2 separate regions of the Sus scrofa genome follow, and region 1 is linked to region 2. A link is a contact called in public HiChIP or PLAC-seq data. All regions are on one chromosome and are shown on one strand. Each heading gives the region's core, a stretch centred on a gene start, on an enhancer-like site or on the middle of the called end of the contact. The rest is flanking DNA. Distances are from core to core; before and after follow the strand shown. Region 1 overlaps LOC100514323 (NACHT, LRR and PYD domains-containing protein 1a-like). Region 2 overlaps LOC100514494 (schwannomin-interacting protein 1).

Region 1 (4,348 bases), core at 1,450-3,949, 200 kb after region 2:
CCTGTCTTTCTTCTTTAGCTCATCCTGTTTTGCCACTTTGCTTGCCAACTAGAAATTATTTACCATGTTAAGTACTTTTTCAGTACTTCACAAAAAAGACACTATTAATTACTATGTCCTAGAGGAATATAAGTGATGTGGGCATTACTTAAAAATAAAGGTTCCAATGTTCAACTAGAATTCTATAATTAAACACATAGATAACTCACCAGATTCGCTCTCAGAATTGCTCTCAGAACTGCTGTCCCCGTCTTAAAAAAAAAAAAAAAAAAAAAGCATGTGCCCAGAGAAGTACATAATGAATAAAAAGTATGAGCTGTTTTTTTTTTTTTAAATTATACATGTAATAAAAACAGATCCTAACTCAACTAATTTCTTCTTCTAATACATTCTCATTGAGTCCCAAACTAGTCTGGTTGACATAAGAGGGCTTATCCTTCTTTGGAACTATCTAAAATATATTTTAATTGTTTAAATATGAGCTCACATCACACTCTGGCTGCAATAATGGCTTTATTTGGGTGTCACCCACGTCCTACCCGATTGACCTGCCTCCCACTGCTGCTGTCCTGCTCTTGCACTTGTGCATCTAGACACTTTCCATGCACAAGCTGAATGATACAATGGTGCAGAATTCTGTAGTGTAAATGACATTCCCTGAGGCACAGGATACGTAGTCCAGTTGTTCAGTTCCTTCTGGAAAGAGAGGTGGCCAGGGATGCTCCCTCTCCTTCCTTACCCCCAACTCAGTGCCTCCACCCACCTCAATCAGGCTTCTGCTTCCATAACCAGTTTCAAATCCTTTTCCCAATGTCCCCAAAGGCCCACCAACCCCAGATCCACAGCTCCCTTGGGTAAAGACACCTACTACTCCCTCCTGCCCTCCACGGCCCTCCCGTCCATGGTGTCTGTCCTGGCTCTCTGCCTACCTCTGTGGTGCCCTCCACGTGCCTTCCGCTCTCCTCCACCCTTACCCAACTACTCACACCCCGCCCCCACTCTCCATTCCCAGCCTTCTTTTCACTTCCACAGCCCTGGGAGGGCATGTCAGCAACTTTCAAATCTGACGCCGACCTCCACCTCCAGGACCTCCCTGGCAGACCAAGGAAGCACCCAGGCAGTGTGCTCGGCCATGTTCATCCCCCGACTCCCACTCCTCAGCTGCTGCTGCTATTCACCCGCCACTCAGGCTCGGGATCCCTAAGTAAACACATGGTAAGCTATTAGCATGATTCTCAAATCTTCCCTCCCTGCATGCAACTACTGACAACCAGAAACCAAGGACAGGCAGTAATTACATGGAGGAAAGAAAAGACTGGAAAATAAAGATGAGAACAACACAGCAGCTAGGAGCAAGCAGCTTTTTTTTCTTTTTTTGAGTGTCCACAATGTGCCAGGTTCTGTACCTGTACTTTCTCATTTACACATATTCACTCACTTATATCTACTTGTTTTGCATATTTATATTTTTTATGTACATTTATGTAAGAACTTTACATGGACTTACACATTAACTCTTACTTCCTAATGAGGTAAGCTGAGGTCAGCAAATTTACTTCTGCAACTCCCACCCCACCCCCCAATCCTACTCCACTAATTCCCACCCAGGAGGTCTGAAGCTAAGATTTCAACCTGGGCAGCCTGGCCCCAAATTGCACCCTTAACCATGTTGTTACTTGCAAAGATGTTCCTTGTGACTTCAGCAGTTCAACACCCAGGAGGTGGTGACTGATCGGATGTGGAGGCAGAGGGGGAGCTGGAGGTAGGCTCCTCCATGAGAGGGTGCCTGAGTGGAGGGCAAGGCATGCACTGGGGAGAAGCGGGTGCTGAGAAATCAAGGTGATAAGACACAGCCTTGGTCCGTGCAGTGGTTCTCAACCTTGGTTACATGCTGCTATCACCTAGGGAGCTTTCTAAACACAGCCATGCCGGGAACTCTGCCCTCCCTTAGAGATTCTAATTTAACTGGGCTGGGGTGGGACCTGAACAGCAGTATTTTTTTTAAAGGTCCCCAGATAACTGCAATGTACACCCAGGGTTGAAAACAGCTGGACTAGAATCAACTCATTTTAATCACTCCCCCATTTTTCAAGCTGTACCCCAGATGATTACCACTCCTTCCTCCAAGCCCTTATAAATGCCACCTCTCCCACAAAAAAAAAAAAAAAAAAAAAAAAAAAAAAAAAAAAAAAAGGAAAGAAAAAAGGAGTCCCCTGGCAGCCAAGCAGTTAAGGATTCAGCATTGTCACTGCTGTGGCTCAGGTTTGATCCCCAGGGCAGGAATTCCCAAATGCCATGGGTGTGGCCAAAAAAAAAAAAAAAGATGCCATCCCATTGGCTAGAAATTCCTTCCCGAGACCGAATCTCCAGAGCTCCTAAGTAGCCATCAAGAGCCAGCCCAACCTGTCACTTCTGCCGGCAGTCTCCCTCTACTCCACCATGATCCATCCTCTCCCATTTACGCCACTGCCAAACAGTGGCTGCTTGTTTAGCTGTTGGTCTGTGAGCCCCTGAGGGCTGAGGCCATGTCTCATTACCTTGATTTCCCAGCATCCACCCTTACAGACATGCTCAATGAATGAATGAATGGGTGAATGAATGGATAGTTTGCCCAGCTTTAAAAAAACCAAGGAGTCCCCATCATGGTCCCTCTTTATTCTGCCAGTTCCCTCTGCCAGTCTGGGGCCTCTGCTGGGGTATAATTCTGCAGGGACCAGCCCCAAGTGAGGCACCTTCTGCCCAGATCCCTGGGAGATAGAGCCTGGGGCCATCCCTTCAATTCATCTTCCCTCTGTTTCTGGTCTTAGGACTCCTGATTCTATCTCTGTCTCCCTGCCCTGCAAGTCCCCTCAAGCCCCCAGGACCATCTTTCTGCCTCACAGTACAAATTTGAGAACCAATAAATTATTGGTGAAGAGTGACAAGCCCAAAGCCTCACACACAGTAGTCATTTAATAGGTGGTAGCTATTTTTATTAATAGGTCACATGCATTCCTAAACTCCTGGGACAGGCCAGACCAAGCCTGCGATGACAAGTGCCTTCCCATATTTGTTCAGGTGAGGGCTCTGGCAGCAGGATCCCTACTCCAGGAAGCCAGCACACAAACAATCCTCGACTCTGAGTTTCTCTTTTCCTGTTTTCTCATTCTGATGGGTGCCACCTTCACCACACCCAGCTGTCCTTTATAATGCAACCTAGATGCAGACAAAATCCATAGTCCCCTCCTTGAATCCCTTTCATTCAACTAGAAAAAGTTAAACTTAAAAAAAAAAAAAAAAAAAAAAGAAACCTTTGCTTTAAAAACAAGTAAAAGGGGGAGTTCCGTTATGGCTCAGCAATAACAAACCTGACTGGTACCCATGAGATGCAGATTTGGGTTCGATCCCTGACCATGCTCAGTGGGTTAAGCATCTGGCATTGCTGTGAGCCATGGTGTAGGTCGCAGACGTGGCTCAGATCCCGCGTTGCTGTGGCTGTGGTGTAGGCCAGCGGCTACAGCTCCAATTCAACCCCTAGCCTAGGAACCCCCATATGCCACGAGTGCCTCCACAGGCCCAGCATAATATTTGGGAAACAGAGCCCTGGACACAAACATGTCTGAGCTTAAGTTTTTCAAGAAAATACATGGAATTTTTTGGGGTTACCTGAGTTTTTTTCTCCTGGAGTAACTTTTTTTTCTGTAACAGCTTTATTGAGGTCTAGTTCACCACATACTACACAACCCACTCATTTAAAGTGTACAGCTTTGTATATTCACAGAGATGTACACCCATTACAACAATCAGTTTTACATTTTCATCACCTCCCCAAAAACTCTGTATCTTTCAACTATCACTCCCAACCTGCCCGTTCTGCCCAGGCCTCGATAACCAATCATCTATTTTCTGCTTCAATAGATTTGCCTGTTCTGGACGTTTCATATAAAGGGAATGGCATAGTATGTGAGCTTTGGTAGCTGGCTTTTCTCAATGAGCATGTTTTCAAGGTTCAGCTATGTTGTAGCATGTATCAGCACTTCATTCTTTTTTATGGCTGAATTATATTCCATTATGGTCTCTTTTTTAAATTTTTTTAATTTTTTTTGTCTTTTTAGGGCCGCACTTGTGGCATATGGAGGTTCCCAGGCTAGGGGTCAAATGAGAGCTATAGCTGCCGGTATACACTACAGCCACAGCCACGCCAGATCTGAGCCTCATCTGTGACCTATGCCACAGCTCACCGCAATGCCAAATCCTTACCCAAGAGAGGCCAGGGACTGAACCTGCGTCCCCATGGGTGCTAGTCAGATTCCTTTCCAATGAGCCACGACAGGAACTCCACCATTGTGGTCTTATGTAGTGAATTGTG
Region 2 (4,144 bases), core at 388-2,887:
AAATAGACATTCTGATAGGTATGAACTGATCGCTCATTGTGGTTTTGATTGTTTCTCTCTGATGACTAGTGGTGCTGAACATCTTTTCATGTGCCTGTTGGCCATCTCCATTCTATTGCTATTAATTGTCACAAATGAAAAAAATACTTTTCTGGAGGTAAAAACATAATCATTTGCTTCGTGGCAGAAATAGGGACAATAGCTTAATTGGGAAACACTCTAATTTTTCTTCTTTTAAAATATCTTGGATTCAGACTTAGGTAGAGCCTTACTGCAACCTCACTCTTCCCTTATGATTTCAAGGCCAGCCTACATTGGCTGGGTCGTAGGGGGTTTATTTCTCCAAGTCTAGTGGCCCTCATTTAGCATTTTTTTATATTAAAAACATAGAAGATCCAGATGGTTTTTTTCCCCTTATTTTGATGCCTTTTTTGCTGCTGCTAGAGGATTTATGTTCCTGGGCATGTCAACTTTCTGAGGCCTCAGTTTCAATATCTGGAAATAAAACAGTTTATCTGTTGAGGTCCCATCTAAATCTGAAACTCAGGGAGTTCCTATCGTGGCACAGTGGAAACAAATCCGACTAGGAACCATGAGGTTGCAGGTTCGATCCCTGGCCTTGCTCAGTGGGTTAAGGATCCGACGTTGCCATGAGCTGTGGTGTAGATCACAGATCCGGCTCAGATCTGGCGTTGTTGTGGCTGTGGTGTAGACCAGCAGCTGCAGCTCTGATTCGACCCCTAGCCTAGGAACCTACATAAGTCACAGGTGTGGCCCTAAAAAGGCACACGCACATGCACAAAAATCTGAAACCCAGTACTTTTTATGGGAAGAAGAGTTGTGAAGCTCTGAGAAGAAAAAAGAATCTGTATGCTTTGTAGGCATACTATTTCATCAATATTTTTTAGTCCAAAAATAACAAATGTTACTGTAACTTGGTAAATTATTCTAGCTAAAATGTTCTTGGAACAGCTGGTTTCTGTTTAAAGTTTTTTGTACTAGCAAATCATAATTTAAATTATAACACAAAGTCCTTTCCAATGAATGACTGTAAAGGAAAGCTTGCTTGATACAGTCCCCCCTTTTTTTTAATCCTGTTTATACCGCTTGAGAGGGTTTTTTGACAGGATTTGGGATACAATTGTCAGAAATCTGTTTTCCCCAGAGCCACCTATGAGTCACTTCCGCTATTTATGGAACAGCAACTGTGAAGAGTGGGATCATGTTTAGGCTTTTTTTTTTTTTTTTTTTTTTTTTTAACAACACATGATAAATGTCTTTAGGAGTTTATGTAATATATCCCAGAGCCTTTAGTTTGCAAAAGAGAACAGAGTCTAGGAAGCAACTTTTTAGGCTTTATACAGCCTGAAAGTGTGTTCTTGAGTCTTTAGGTCACAGATTGTCAAACTAGTAACTTGAGTAAAGTTTTAACAACCTTTGAAGTAAAGCTGTTTTGTCTTGGAGGGTTGGGATTATGCCTTCTTATTAGGCATAAGATTTCCGCATCTTATTTGCTACCTTGCAAAAGGAACTTTTACTTTGGTTTACTTTTTCTTTGCACATACTTAGGATTCCAGAGCCTTCATCTGGGCAGTGGTATAGCAAGGCACTCCACAAAGAAGCCTCTGTCCCTGTCTCTATCCTCTATGGATTACTCAGTAAGGAGGGGTGGAATTTGGGATGGGGATGTGTTGCATATTGTTTGCTTTTGCTAAACAGCTTCTGTCCTCTTTTCTTTATCCTCTGTTTAAGCAGATTCATGATCTAGTTCAGGCTTCTGCTTTGTTCATCAAGCTCTCGTTGCACCACCTGCCAACCAACAGGCCTAAAAAGTCTTGCACATGTTAGATGGCCTAGCTCCTCTCTTCCAAGGAGAAGGGCCATGAGCTTTGCAGGATGCATGTCCAGAGCGCTTTTCCTTTGAACCTCGTGGACCAGTGCTGAAATACAAGCCTGTGGGGTCATCAGCTGGGCCTTCCCTGCTCCTTTTTCACTGTTGTAACCAGGGAGCTGAAGCCAGGCTTATGAGTGTGTTTCTGGAGTTGAACTCAGGTAGCCAACTTTTCTCCCATCGGAATCTCAAGTCATGAAAATTAAGAATATTTAGAAAAAAATAGGCTTTTCTCTTTCCAAGCAAGAGACGTTGTTAGAAAATTTAAAATATATTACCAAATAATCCTAACACAAACTCTCAGCATTTCTTAAGATTGAGCTTGATAGGAAAACTTGTTGAACATGTTGATTCCATTCATCAAGCAAAAAGTACTTTTTTTCCTCTCTCTGTAGCAAATGATGACTTTGCAGTTATTAATAAGATTTGGATATATTAAAATAGCGGAAGAATAATATCTCTATTGAATTTTTTTAATTTGATGGGTTAAATTCAGTCAAGATTTTATTGAGTAACATTTCCTCAGCGTCATTTTATTAAGAAAGGACAAAATGAGTTGCCTATGGCAACTGAGGAATATACATAAGGAAATTTAATTGTGTTCATTTTAAAATTTTTCTATCATTAAATTAGCTCCAAAAATATAGGCCTAGTTGTTCTCCTTTATATATATAAAAACCTAGAATGGCTCTGAAGTATTTCAGAAATCGGCTTCTCTTTTTCCCGGAAACGTGTATGGTCCAGCTTGTATGTCTTTCGATTACTCTCTGCAAGTCCAGAATCCTCTCCATTACTGTCTCTTAGGTGGAATGCTCTGTCTCTAGGATCATATGTCCTAAATTGGGGGAGTCTATATATTCAAGTCACAGCATGATATGTGGTCTTACTTTCAAAAAAACTTGCAGGTTAGTTTCATTTTCATGGAAATAGTGAATTATACTTACTTTAATACTTTAATAAGCTCTCTCCATAAAAAATTATAGGAATGATTATTTCATCTTATTTCTGTTTGACTCAAAAAGCCACTAAGAGCCAAAAATAAGAGGGAAGTCAAACGAATTACAAAATACTATTTTTTTAAAGAGTAAAGACCCCTCCTTTTAGTCATAAAGTTAACAAACGCTTTAAGCACTCAACACAGAGAACGTCTCTTACGTGTCCATATTCAGAATGGATTGTTTTCCCTTTCACACGTTAAAAGTTCTGAAATGATCCTTAAGGCCTCTCTTTCCATAAGCACTATATGCAAGCAGCATCTGTGGGCAGGAAGGATGATGCGGGAGGTTAGAAACGTTCAACTGCAACATTGATTTGTGTCTGTCTCTCTCTCTCCCTCACTGGCCTTTTTCCCTTTAATGAGGACTAGAATGTTTCCACATCAGTTAACTGCCTTCATAAAGCACCAGAAGGTCACACCAGCCCAGACTGATCCTTTTCTTTGTGCCTATAATATAATTGGCTGATTGTGCCAGTGATGAGCGCGCCCCCTCCCCCAGCCCGGTCCTAGCTCCATGTTTGTAAGCCTCACTGCTGGTTTCCGAGGAGAGCAGCTCAGCTCGCTGCGCGCTTCCCAGCACAGGCAGTGCCACTGCGCAGGTTGATCAGCGAAACAGCATCCATTTTAATCTGCGGGGAGCCCCTGCCTTCCCAGGGCGTTCTCTCCACCAGTGGATGCTCCGCGCTTTCCCTCCGCAGCGTCGCTGAGCAGTCCTGCTTTGGGGTCTGCGCCCTAGGATGCACTGAGATGGTACATCAGGAGAACTGTCCGTATCAGGTAAGATTTAAAGCCTGATTGTGAGGCCGGCATCCTTTGGGAGAGGAGGCCTTCCTCTTCCAAAGCAGCAGGTTGCCTCTTTCCGGATTTTCAAGGGATTTTGCTATCCTCTTCTCCTGGCCTTCATTGCATACAGTATTTGAATTGTAATTAGATTTTCCAGAGAGTAATGGGGCAGAAAACACTGCTTCTTTGGCCTTTAAAGCATATGTGAAATCCACTGGGGTGATCTGTGCTTTTCACATTCTGTATGTCTGTACAAATAAGAGGAACTGCTTTGAACTGTAACTGAATTTAAGGGGCTTCGGAGAAGGAAAATCTGGTCAGAATTTCACATAGATAACACTGAAAAATATGATTTTTGCTCATTGCGTTGGGTGTGAGTTACATCACATCCAGGTTTTAGGATTGTCTTGATGGAAATTATGTAAATAGGAAGTACTTGATGACGATCTGGGAGATTTTCAAAAATCAGTTGG

Evidence for each region. HiChIP or PLAC-seq counts read pairs in DNA pulled down with a chosen protein or histone mark.
Region 1: an H3K27ac HiChIP or PLAC-seq map of skeletal muscle shows a contact between it and region 2. The contact joins two enhancer-like sites. A contact is called at or near these places in 4 of 47 Hi-C or Micro-C datasets (embryonic fibroblasts, liver, skeletal muscle and 1 more) and 1 of 2 datasets of contacts at active chromatin or transcription factors (skeletal muscle).

Annotation. Positions count from the first base shown.
Region 1 is chr13:99,767,217-99,771,564 of Sscrofa11.1, forward strand. It overlaps LOC100514323 (NACHT, LRR and PYD domains-containing protein 1a-like), which reads right to left. Exons shown (of 17, transcript XM_021069727.1): 4 at 210-251. Among named protein-coding and RNA genes, the nearest start is that of IL12A, 36 kb to the left of the region's middle. Within about 2 kb of position 2,700, at least 10 of the 83 cell types and tissues checked have an H3K27ac peak or open chromatin away from gene starts, as enhancers often do. A contact at or near this core is called in skeletal muscle, where this site is marked.
Region 2 is chr13:99,570,979-99,575,122 of Sscrofa11.1, forward strand. The region is part of intron 6 of LOC100514494 (schwannomin-interacting protein 1); the gene reads left to right. Among named protein-coding and RNA genes, the nearest start is that of IL12A, 160 kb to the right of the region's middle. Within about 2 kb of position 1,638, at least 7 of the 83 cell types and tissues checked have an H3K27ac peak or open chromatin away from gene starts, as enhancers often do. A contact at or near this core is called in skeletal muscle, where this site is marked.